Linked DNA regions of Pan troglodytes: region 1 is linked to region 2. The links are chromatin contacts, called in public Hi-C maps. All regions are on one chromosome and are shown on one strand. Each heading gives the region's core, a stretch centred on a gene start, on an enhancer-like site or on the middle of the called end of the contact. The rest is flanking DNA. Distances are from core to core; before and after follow the strand shown.

The links. Hi-C and Micro-C count contacts between places; a contact is called where the count stands out from the background.
Region 1: a Hi-C map of stem cell-derived neural progenitor cells shows a contact between it and region 2, with 2.1 times the contacts expected there. The contact joins the promoter of HIBADH here to the enhancer-like site in region 2. A contact is called at or near these places in 1 of 7 Hi-C or Micro-C datasets (stem cell-derived neural progenitor cells) and 1 of 1 datasets of contacts at active chromatin or transcription factors (stem cell-derived excitatory neurons).

The regions. Positions count from the first base shown.
Region 1 is chr6:33,535,150-33,541,787 of NHGRI_mPanTro3-v2.0_pri, reverse strand. HIBADH (3-hydroxyisobutyrate dehydrogenase) reads left to right here and starts at 2,587. Exons shown (of 8, transcript XM_009452826.4): 1 at 2,587-2,668. It overlaps TAX1BP1 (Tax1 binding protein 1), which reads right to left and starts at 2,559. Exons shown (of 18, transcript NM_001280442.1): 1 at 2,415-2,559.
Region 2 is chr6:33,380,103-33,386,503 of NHGRI_mPanTro3-v2.0_pri, reverse strand. The region is part of intron 4 of HIBADH (3-hydroxyisobutyrate dehydrogenase); the gene reads left to right. Among named protein-coding and RNA genes, the nearest start is that of HIBADH, 160 kb to the left of the region's middle. Within about 2 kb of position 2,318, at least 3 of the 24 cell types and tissues checked have an H3K27ac peak or open chromatin away from gene starts, as enhancers often do. A contact at or near this core is called in stem cell-derived neural progenitor cells, where this site is marked.

The DNA of each region.
Region 1 (6,638 bases), core at 1,338-3,837, 160 kb before region 2:
AGCCTGACCAACATGGAGAAACCTCGTCTCTACTAAAAATACAAAAATTTGCCGGGTGTGTGTGGGGAAAAGCAAGAGAGATCAGATTGTTACTGTGTCTGTGTAGAAAGAAGTAGACATAGGAGACTCCATTTTGTTCTGTACTAAGACAAATTCTTCTGCCTTGAGATTCTGTTAATCTATGACCTTACCACCAACCCCGTGCTCTCTGAAACATGTGCTGTGTCAAACTCAGGGTTAAATGGATTAAGGGTTGTGCAAGATGTGCTTTGTTAAACAGATGCTTGAAGGCAGCATGCTCCTTAAGAGTCATCACCACTCCCTAATCTCAAGTACCCAGGGACACAAAAACTGCGGAAGGCTGCAGGGACCTCTGCCTAGGAAAGCCAGGTATTGTCCAAGGTTTCTCCCCATGTGATAGTCTGAAATATGGCCTCGTGGGAAGGGAAAGACCTGACCGTCCCCCAGCCCGACACCCGTAAAGGGTCTGTGCTGAGGAGGATTAGTATAAGAGGAAGGCATGCCTCTTGCAGTTGAGACAAGAGGAAGGCATCTGTCTCCTGCCCGTCCCTGGGCAATGGAATGTCTCAGTATAAAACCTGATTGTACGTTCCATCTACTGAGATAGGGAAAAACCGCCTTAGGGCTGGAGGTGGGACATGTGGGCAGCAATACTGCTTTGTAAAGCATTGAGATGTTTATGTGTATGCATATCTAAAAGCACAGCACTTGATTCTTTACCTTGTCTACGATGCAAAGACCTTTGTTCACGTGTTTGTCTGCTGACCCTCTCCCCACTATTGTCTTGTGACCCTGACACAGCCCCGCCTCGGAGAAACACCCACAAATGATCAATAAATACTAAGGGAACTCAGAGGCTGGCGGGATCCTCCATATGCTGAACGCTGGTTCCCCGGATCCCCTTATTTCTTTCTCTGTACTTTGTCTCTGTGTATTTTTCTTTTCCAAGTCTCTCATTCCACCTAACGAGAAACACCCACAGGTGTGGAGGGGCAACCCACCCCTTCAGTGTGGTGGCGCACGCCTGTAATCCCAGGTACTCAGGAGGCTGAGGCAGGAGAATCACTTGAACCTGGGAGGCGGAGGTTGCAATGAGCCGCAATCGCACCACTGCACTCCAGCCTGGGAGACAGAGCAAGACTCCGTCTCAAGGAAAAAAAAAAAAAAAAAACGTGATGACTAGAAAACAAAAACTACAATGTTCTTTGAAGTTGAACAATCAGTTTGAAAAATAAATAAATAAAACCTTATTAGAAGTCGGCATCATCAAACAATCCTTCAAGTTTACCCTTGAACAGAACGAAAGAGAAAGGCTGTCCTAAGCTCCTTCCCTAAACCCGAAAAGCACTTTGAGGACGATCGACCCACTTTTAGTTTCTATTCAAATGATCTCTTTAAATCCTTTAGGAATTGAGCACCAAACTTGTAACTATTAATTGTTCGTGCACAGCTCGTAGAAATTTTAACATTAGCAGAATGCAGACAGCTGAAAAATCAAGATTTATTTTCCCATCTAAAGCCTAACATAATAGCAATTCATAACCACTGTGTGAAACCGGAAATCTAACACTGTGTATGTCTAAAGTCAAATGCCAGTGTTTTCTAACAAAACTTTTACCAATAAGGTGTGTACACACACCCACACAGACGCACGCTAAGCTCAATTTTTTACTAATAAGGTGTACGCGCGCGCACGCTAAACTCTAGCCGCAGATTCCCTAAGCCAGGAGTGCAACTCGGTCGGGACTAGTCCACACCTTGCGAACGGGGCGGGGTGGGGAATGGATTCCAGGTGAAGCAGGCCATCAGCCAGAACCGCCAACTCCGCCCGCGGCCCTCAAAAGTAGGCGGCGCAGGGAGTCTCCGCCCCCTTCGCCACCGGCGACTCAAACCAAAACAGCTGGGTTTCTCTCCGCAAAGGCAAACCCGAGCGTCCTTCTCGGACGCGACCTACGTGTTTTCTCAGCTTACTGCGCCGGTAAAACCCACACTGCCCTCAAAACAGTCACCCCAGAGCTTAGCCTTGGACACCAGAAGCTTTTCCTTCGGGGGTCGCCAGCGTCACTCGTCCCCAGCCAAAGGGCCCCCGTCCCACACGCCTCCCCCAAATCGCGAAGGCCTGTCCCGCGGGCCTCCCACCGCGTGGGGCGGCCACCCGTTGCTATTCCAAAACTCCACAGCTGATCCGAGTCGCCCACACCCCCATCACAATCGCAGTCTGGAAAGGAAGGTTTGTCTTCGGGAAGGAAAGCCTCGTCACCACAGAGACCTCTCCCGAGACCGGCCAGGCCCCTACAGTACAGGGGCTGAAGGGTGTAGCACGAGCCCTAAAAGATATGCAGCTGGAAGCCGCCCCGCACAAGGCGCTGGGGTGGACCGGGGAGGCGCCTTACCCAGTGGAAAGACTCCCGGATCAAGGGAGAAAGTTACGCAGGCTTCCGATCCTGATCCGCCATCAGCCGCCGAACCTCTTCCGCCACTACCGCCTACCCCCAAAGACCGGCTACACCTCCCCTCCCAGCCGACAGTAGGCCTTGCGTCACTTCCGCCCACGGGGCGGTCTCTTCCGCCTCCTGGCTGGTTCGCCGCTCCCCTCCGCGACGACACGCCCCCAGCCCACTCCGCCGTGGGACGTCTCATCCGGCGGGTAGGCTGGCTCTCTCCTTACTTCGTCCTTGCTATTTTCGTTCAACTTAATCGCAGCAAAACAATGCGTCTGGATTTACATTCTGATTTTATGTTATTGACATACGAAAGGGGGAAACACACAGGAGGTTTAAGTAACTCACCAGCGATGTGGAAAGGGCAGCTCAGAGGTCCATGGACAGTACCGTATCCCTGTCTGCGTCTCAGTCGGCCTAAACTAGCCCACTCATTTTATAGATAAGGAAATAGCCAGAGAAGCAAGGGAGTGACCACACGGCTAGGGCTGCAAACCCCTGAGCACCAAGACTGTCTCTGAACTCCTGGCCCAGTCCTGTGCTTTTTTGGCTATGAAGTTTTGTTCACTGAAAGCTCCTAGGAGCTTTTCAGTTCTAATGCCCTCTGATTCTATTTGCTCTCGCTCCAGCAGAGGCCTCTTTTCTAGCCGCATTTCTGTGAGTTACCTGCTTTTGTTATCCGTATCACTTTCCGTGTGTGAATTTTCTCCCGCGTTCTGTTATTTCTAAAATCACTTTTGCTTGTTGTGTATGTTGCCTTGCTATATTGGACATTCAGTTTGAATCGTAACTCCACAGAGGCAAATGTGTCCCATTCGAATTCATCATAGTCTTCTGTTGCCATAAAACCCTGATAAACCTTGCAATAGCACCAGAAAGGATATGTAAATTAGATCGCATTAAATGTTGAAGCACATTCTAAATACAGAACATTCAAAATTATCTTTCATATACTTTCATCTTTACTTCCAGTTATTTCAGAAGACATTAGCTTTGATAACATAGGTTCTCAATATTTACAGACTGATTTGTTTCCTGTGTATTGACATTTTTGAACTTGGTCTTGTGCTGGGTATTATACTTGATCATAGAATTTCAGAAGAACCTTAATAGGTCATTTAGTCCCAGTCTCCTTATTTTATGGATGAAGAAAACGGTGTGAATAATCAACATAAGTTATCACTTGCGTTACTGGTAGCAACCTTCTGGTAGTAGAAATAACTGTGTCCCTTAAGAAATGTAAACATAGCAGTGAATTTTATAAGCACAATTTGTCGGAGATGTCACTCTTTGTATGTTTAAATCACATTCCTATTTATATGTAATACATTTTTAATTACCACTAATTTTCAGTTAATGAAATCAGAAAAACAGTATGCTTAATAAAAACCATAATTGAAAGACTTTTTTTTTGCCCTGAGAGGGACGGAGTTTCGCTCTTGTTGCTCAGGCTGCAGTACAGTGGCGCGATCTCGGCTCACTGCAACCTCCGCCTCCCGGGTTCAAGCAATTCTCCTGCCTCAGCCTCCCAAGTAGCTGGGATTACAGGAGCCAGCCACCACGCCTGGCTAATTTTTGTATTTTTAGTAGAGAGGAGGTTTCGCCGTGTTGGTCAGGCTGGTCTCAAAGGACATTTTCACAAGTATTTTTACTTTGTTATTTTTAATTATTTCTTGAATTTTTAGACCTTATTTTCCCCAGGAAGGTATTTGTTCTGGAATTTTAGCTTGCTTCATTCATTTTAATAATGATCCTTTAATTTTTAGACCAAGTTTTTCCCACCAAGATAAATAGATACCTTCTTAGTATTTAATTGAATTTCTGGGTTTTGGGGGAGTAGGGTTTGGGTTTTTTGTTTGTTTGTTTGTTTTTTGAGACAGAGTCTCGCTCTGTCACCTAGGGTGTAGTACAGTGGCATGATCTCGGGTCACTGCAACATCCACCTCCCAGATTCAAGCAATTCTCCTGCCTCAGCCTCCCCAGTGGCTAGGATTACAGGCGCACACCACCACACTGGGCTAATTTTTATATCTTTAGTAGAGACGGGGTTTCTCCATGTTGGCCAGGCTGGTCTCCAACTCCTGACCTCAGGTGATCTGCCTGCCTCAGCCTCCCAAAGTGCTGGGATTACAAGCATGAGAGACCGCACCCGGCTTTAATTGAATTTCTTAAAGTTAGCCTCTTATTTGTATGGCAGTGGACTATGGCTAGAAGAGATATGGATTCACTTCCTTTAAGTGAAATCTTTCTGCCAGATGGATTTCAGAATTCAGAATTTTTCAGACTTTAGAGAGGTGTGCTTTATGTGACATTCCTCACTATCTGGGGCAGCACCCACAGTCAACTTTTTTTTCCGGAACAATTATGAATATCACACTAAGATAAATGAAATGTATAGTCTCACTCAAGTCAAGTTTTTCAGGTCAGGTTCTGCCACTTTGCCCTTGGGTTCAGGTCAAGTTTTAATGACAAATGAGTCAGGTCAAACAGGTTTTGCCACCAAATGTTGAGAAAACATTTGATTTTCAGAGCTTTTTTTTTTTTTTTGAGACGGGGTCTCTGCCCTCTTCCCTGTCACCCAGGCTGGAGAGCAGTGGCAAGATTTCGGCTCACTGCAACCTCTGCCTCCCAGGTTCGAGTGATTCTCCTTCTGGGATTACAGGCGTGAGCCACCGCACCTGGCCAATTTTCAGAGCTTTTTAGATTTCGAAGTGGTGAATATTGAGAGAATTATTGGAAAGTAAATCAGTGAGTAACCCATGATTTTTCTGGAGCAACTACAGTGTCAAGTAGTTTCTAGGCAGTTGTCCTGCGTTTGATTGGGAAAATATGCTGACTATATTTAAAAGGCACTGTTCTTTCATTAGAGGAACTTATGATAGCAAAGGGAAGAAAAGAAATGAGCCCATGAAAATGTAGGTAACTAAAGTGTAAATGAATAGGAAGACAGATATTCAGAGATGGGAGAAAGTACAGGCTTATGTTAGCAGTACACTTTTCATGGGGGAGGCAGGCCTGGACTGTCAAAGTGAGGTATGATTTCGATGAGGAGATGGAGGAGGAGGACTTTCCAGTCAGGATTTAAGAGCTTGGGCAAGGGAATCAGGTAAGAAGAAAATTGTTAACCAAAAATAATAATTTCCTCCAAAGTTCATTCATTCACCATTGTGTCATGTCGCTTCTTAATAAGAGCATTTTGTTCATTTACTATGTGCTCTGGGAAAAACAAGGAATCAAGCATGGTTTCTTCCCTGAAACTGCTTAAAATCAGGTCAAGATGTTACCGGATGGTGTAGATAACTGTCAAATTTGAAGGAAATGGACTATGAGAAATAAAGTAGAAAGATATACAGAATAATTAATTTTGAAATTAGCTAGACTTTGTAAAAGAGATTGGTCTCTAAACTTCAAAAGACTGATAAGATTTGAAAAGATGAAAAAAAGGCTTACATAGTGAGAATAATATAATTTAAAAGGCACAGATGGGACAACTAGATAGCAAAACATGGATTGAAAATTTTTGAAAAAGTTCAAGTAGACATGTTTTATTAGAAACATTACAGGTTTTAAAAGCCAGACAAATGAGTTGTTCTCCTTTCTTAGAACAATGGTTTACATTAGAATTTGTATTAAAGATTCCTTTTGTTATAAATGATTCTTAATTAAAAAGAAAAAAACACCTTTGTAAACCTTTGTTTTAAAAAGAGAGCTTTTTTTTTTTTTTAGGCAGAGTCTCACTCTTTCACCCAAGCTGGAGTGCAGTGGCGCAATCTTGGCTCACTGCAACCTCTGCCTCCCGGGTTCAAGTGATTCTCCTGCCTCAGCCTCCCAAGTAGCTGGGACTACAGGTGCGTGCCACCACACCCAGATAATTTTTTTTGTATTTTTAGTTGAGACGAGGTTTCACTATGTTGGCCAGGATGGTCTCAATCTAAAAAGAGAGCCTTTAAAAATGAGATTTGAATAATTGTAGGCTTTGGATAGGCAGAGAAAGAGAGGATTCCAAACACTCTAAAATAGGCTTATTTTCTCTTTCCCTGTCTGTTAGATTTTATTGACGTATTCATTGCTCCTTGTTTCCCAATCATTACCTACCTAGGTGCTTGTAACACACCTTTGCTCCTTTGAGATATACACTGTTGTGTTATGCTCCGTCTTCCCTCCCTGTGGCTGTCG
Region 2 (6,401 bases), core at 1,069-3,568:
AAAGGTTTTATTCACTATAAAAATTAAAACAAAAAAATTAAGGTTTTCCTAATTCAAATATAAGCATTTTAGTGATTTTTAAAAATGTAATAGAAGCATACTTACCCTTTTTTGTTAATCTGAATTTTTAAGTGGAAATATAACATGCTGATAAAACCATTTTATAACATAAAAATACACATTTTCAATATACCTATATTACCTAATAATGCCATTCCCACATTTTAAAATTCATTCCTGTGGGATAGCTATTTGTCCCTGCAAATGCAGATAGTTCCTAATTTTCATACATATTATTCACATACTTGAGTGAAATAGTTTGCTTTCAGTTTTAACTAGTATAATTTAAAAAAAGCTGTGGTCGGGTCTCTCAAAACGTAAGAGATACTGATTTTAAAAAGTGGTTACAAATGAGGCATTTGAAAAGCAATTCCTAAACAATTGGATTTTAGGGGTTTAAGGCCAAGCATATAGGCACTCTACTTTTTCATTTCTGATCAAGAACAGAGTTAAAAAGTAAAAATAATTAGAGAATATAACACTTTGTGCTTTTAGAGTATTGATTGCTCAGATGGAATTGAGGAAATTTTAGTAATTTCTAGAAGCAAAATTATAGAGGTAGTAAAATCATCTTAGCAGAGAATAAGATGGTTTCATGATATATTTTAAAATACTCTATACTGGGCCAGGTGTGGTGGCTCATCCCTGTAATCCTAGCACTTTGGGAGGCTGAGGCAGGAGGATCACTTGAGGCCAGGAGTTAGAGAACAGCATGGGCAACACAGCAAGACCTTGCCTCTACAAGCAATTTTTAAAAACTTAGCTGGGTGTGGTGGCATACACCTGTAGTCCAGCTACTCGGGAGGCTGAGGCAGGAGGATCACTTGAGCCCAGGAGTTAGAGGCTACAGTGAGCTATGATCATGCCACTGCATTCCATCCTGGGTGACAGAGTGAGACCGTATCTCTTAAACAAAAGAAAATAAAAAATGAAAACTGTTTACCAAAACTTCTTGCCTTGTATTTATCCTGGACCTCCTTTCCTTACACATTTTCCAAGTTCACTTAGAAAATGAAGCAAACCAAAAAAACCAACAACCCTCCATTGTCCATAAGCTTTAAACCTGAAACATGGTTACATTTGACTTGTGCCTGGCCAGCAGCCTTTTCATTTTTTTAGTTTTGTAATCAACAGTTAATTGTTATTTTCAGAGTAAAGATCCTAAAGATTTGTGCATTAGAAACATTTCTTGGGGACTGATGTCCAGATATCACTGTGTAATACCTATTTTAGCTAAATTTCTGTTGGTATTTGTATCATTGCATGATTCATAAACAGACATTACTTATTCCCTTTCTCTTCTAAACTGCTATACTCTACTCGTGTTGTGGAAACTGCTATTTTGAAAGTGTAACTACTGATGGACTCTTTTTCTCTTACCTCCTCAGTTGATTAAAATGTCTCATTTTATGATGTGGTTGCTTGGGTGAGAATCTTGGAATTACAGATGTACCTTGGAATTTTTTCTCAGTTGTCTTGAATGGATTAGAAATGGTTAAATGGCTTCGAATACTCATCTCAACCTTCAAATCACTGATGGGTTAAAATGAGTTATTGAAAAAGAACGAAACCTCCTAATTGTAGCGGTAAGGCGAGAGGGTATAGGCAGTGGGGAGAGGAAGTGTATGTGTTTGGGAGTGGCATGACTAGGGCTAGAGGGTGCAGGGGAGGGGAGAATGTAGACAAGGCAGTGAGCTATCAACATGAACTTTACCTAATGAAATTTCTTGTCACTTCTTTTCTTTTTATTTAAAAAGTAGGTATTAGTAAAAGCTACTACAGCATTTTCTCCTAATAATTCATTTTTTTTTTTTGTCCAATATAACTTGTTATACCAGATTTTCCTTTCGGTCATTAAGATTTAAATTTCATATTTCTGGTAGTAAAATCATCTGTCAAGTGTGGGGAATCTGCAGCTTTAACACCACTTCATGTCTGATTAGAAGGTTTTCTTTTGCAATTAATTTTCCTCTCAGCTCTTTGTGGAGAACAGTAGCCCACTGCAGAGAGGTTAGAATACCGTGGACTTTGGCTGTTCATCTTTAATGATACAAGGAGGTAGCAAAGCAAGAATAAATGAGGTACTTTTTGGTGAGCAAAAAATGTGAACTGTCAGTGTGAGATCGGTTCTAGGAGCAGTTAGCCAGCAGTAATAGGGCACACTTGAGTAATTGAATTTGCATAACAAGGCTTGCTGAAGAGATCTGACAGGCATAGAGATTTGTCTAGCTAGAGAGCTCCAGATGGACGTGACCATGCAGCAGCTGGGTGGCACGTTGCGCAGCATGGACGGCACCGCCCAGACTGGCAGCTGGACCCTGGCGACTGCAGGGCTGTGGCACGCCAGCTGGTGGCTTCTGACAGCCAGTGGCCCTGTTAGAGAGCCTTTTTATAATGGCCTGTCAGGGTACTGTACCTGCAGGGACTGGCAGGAGAATGTCACAAGTCACCAGTGAGGGTTGTTAAGCTGAATAAATCTGTCCCAGGAAAGTCGAGGTGGTCACTGTTGGAACCACAAAGCTAACGCCTCACAGAGTGATTTCCCTCCTTTTCTAAGAGTGCCGTCCTCTTTTCTTTTTGTCTCCTCCTCTTCCTCCTCCTCCTCCTCCTCCTCCTCCTCCTCCTCCTCCTCCTCCTTTTTCTTCTTCTCTGTCTCTCCCCTTCCCCTTCCCCTTCATTTCTGGTCAAGAACAGAGTTAAAAAGTAAAAATAATTAGAGAATATAACACTTTATGCTTTTAGAGTATTGATTGCTCAGATGGAATTGAGGAAATTTTAATTTCTAGAAGCAAAATTATAGTTAGTAAAATCATCTTAGCAGAGAATAAGATGGTTTCATGATATATTTTATTCATGAAACCATCTTTAATCAACCCCTTCCCCTCTCTCCCTCCCTTCCTTCCTTCTTTCCTTCCTTCCTTCTCTCTCTCCCTGTCTCTCTTTCTCTCTTTCTTTTTTTCCACATTGCTCTACACTGCAGTCGCTCTGGATTATTGTAATATTCTTAAAACCTTGAAACCCAGTTGCCAAACTTCCTGAGAGCTCATGTAGACTATCAGTTGGAATGGAAAGAATGTTCCTTTTTGTGTTTTCCTTCTGTTTTTGCATATTTGCAACAAGGGCATATTTGCTTTTGTAGAAATTGGTGATAATCTAATAATTTATATTGAATGTATTGTTCATAGGGAAAAAAACATTTTTAAAGAATAAATTGCAGAGAAAATGAGTGAACTAATGTGAAGTCAGTTTGTTAAGTCACCTCCCCCTTCACGTCCAGGTGGACTGAATTTATGTGGAGGAATTACATAACCACCTATCTTCTTAGATTAGAACAGAATAGCATGGAAGAAGGCCAGCTTTCTGCCTGCTGTTAATAAAGTTTACATCTGTGTTCTTAAATTGAGAATTTTGCCATCTTATAACATTTTCTCCAAAAAAATTTTTAAAAAAATCATGTACCTAGAAAATACAACCATTTTTAAGGGCAGGAAAACTCTAGATTCATTTTTCAGTAAACAGAAAACTTAAATGTTACAAGCCCCAAACTCACTCACTTTTAGGACAACCAAAATCTGGTGAAACCAATTTATACACTTCCTTTGAGTGTGTGTCATTGACATTTGATCTGTTTCTCTTTGAATCGTCTTACAAATGCTTTTTACTTTTTCATTCTTTTCCTAATTATTTCTCATATCATCCCAGTGAATTAGACAGGGTAAATAATATCTTCATTTTGATGAGATGAAATGTGAGCCACAATGAAGGCAAATATATGTAGTGTCTCCTGGCTAATCTGGGGCCACCCAGTCTTTGCGGCAGTCAGGATGGTTCTGAAAAGTTATTATGTTTAACCTTCAGATTGGCAAAGATACAAAAGTCTAGTCTTAGCATAGATAGGGAAGATGTGTAGCCTCATAGACTGCTTTGGTGATGTAAGTTATTTGAACCAACTCAGAGAACAGTTTGGTAGTATGCATCAAAAACTTTTATACATACACACACGTGTGTGCATATACATACACATACATACACACGTGTGTATATATGCACACGTGTGTGCACATGCAAATATACACACGTACTTTTATACATACATATGTGTGTGCATATATACACACATATATACATATATAAAAAACATGCACACCTGTATGTATGTATAAAAGCTCTATATTTATAGGTCTATAAATTTACCTAGTAATTTATGTATGTATATTTTTACAAATATATATAATTTACCAAGTAATTCCACTTTAAGAATTTATCCCCCCAAAGTAAGAATATGTGTAAAGATTTAACTATAAGAATGTACTTTTAGCATTGTTAAGAACATTGGTTCTCAGTGTACCCTCCATGGATCCCTAGGAGGCCATAAAGTGAAAATTATTTTTCTAATAATAGAGTAATAATACTCATGGTGCAAAAGGAATGGTGAGTAAAACTGCTGCCCTTAGCAAGAGTCAAGACAGTGGTATCGTATTCTTAACAGCCACACATAAAGCATTCCACTTAATGTTCCTTGATGAAGCATTAAAAATTATTAATTTTATTAAATCTTAATGTTGACTACATGTCTTTTGTGTATTTTATTTGATGTAATGGAAAATATGCCCCAAACGATCCTGCTACAGTTGGTATTGGGGTTGTCTTGAGAAGTATTTAGGTGATTGTTTGAGTTGCCAGCTATACTATCTGCATTTTTGTGGAACACCATTTTTATTTCAAAGAATAACAAGACATCTTATAGAAAGAAAAAAGTGAGTCTTACTTCAAGGAAAGCAACTGAGGGTATTTGTAACCAATGATAAAACTGGATCTTTCAAGTAAAAATTAGAATTTTGGAAAACTTGTATCTGACCATATGAACTTAACAACTTTCTAATCCTTAAAGACTTTTGTGAAAAGATTGTTGGTGCGGTTAAAGAATGTGAGTTTCTGTTATTGTATACCGGGAATTTAGAATATCTGCATAACTAACTGAACCAGTATTTTCCAATTGACCCTTGTATGATGTTACCAAATTATGCCTAGATAAAAGATGCAAAGTACAAAATAGAGGGATAGATTTTAATGTAACATAGTATAAAAAGTTCTTTCCACATTGCAACAAGCCTTTAAGAAACCACCATTTGTCAAGTTTGGGTTTAATATAAAAGAAGGATATCCACAATTATCTGAAAAAGTTATTAAAATTCTCTCTTACTTTTTTAAACTGCATTATCTATATGAGGTCAGCTTTTCTTTACATATTTCAACCAAAACAACATATATCTGCTTCTGCATTTAATCTACTATGAAAATCCAGCTGTCTTCTATTAAGCCAGAACTAAAGAGATTTGAAAAATTGTCAAGCAATGCTACTCTTCTCACTAAATTTTGTTGCTTGTTATTTTTCCCAAAATATGTTAATATGTAGTAGGTTTATGATTGATGTTTTTAAGTCAATTGAGAAATGTTTTTAAAATTTGTTTTGATTTCTAATACAGTAAATACCAATAGATATAATCCACATAAACAAAAGCTTTTGTGTCCTCAAAAATATTTAAAGAGTATAAAGAAATCCTAAGACCAAAAAGTTTAAGAACCACTGGTTTAAAATGATGAGGCCTTGGAAATAACCCAAATGTCCAATAAGGGAGAATTGATTAAATTACATATTATGAATCAGTGATGTAGATAAATATTTGACATTAAAATATTTTACAGTGTTGTGTTAGTAGTAAAAGCAGGTTATGAAACAATACATGAATTAATGTCACAAAAAGTTATTAATATATAATATGCTTAATATTGTATTCTATAATACCTAGGTATTAGGTAGCTTTTTCTTGAAAAGGAAGGTAGAAAAAGTTTTTTTGAAGTTGTCATAACAGTATTAGACTGCATCATGAGATACTGTTTCCTTCTGGCTTTTGGTGAAGGTATTTGCTTTTTACTAGTTTTGTAACATTGGCCAAGTCTGAATTTTGTTCTCCTTACTTTAAAAATCAGATCAAGGTTGTTAACAGGGTAAGCTGTTCAATGTATTTTACTTCCCTCTAACATCTCCTTAGCTTTTAAAATTCTGTATAATAGCGGTGTATCTGTGACAATTAATGCTTAATAAAGCTTTCCTTGAAGTCAAAATAAGGGTCTTTTGAAAACAAGAACACATCTTGTAAATATCATCTTATTTCTGTGAAAAAAAAGTTTTGTGGAATAATAACTGTAATACAGAAAGTAAATTATCATCATGCAGATGCTTATTGGTAAAGATAGGTAAGGTAGCTTATGATTATACACTAAGTACTAGGCCAGGTATTTTATAAAATTGCTGAGTACTTTACAGACATCATCTCATT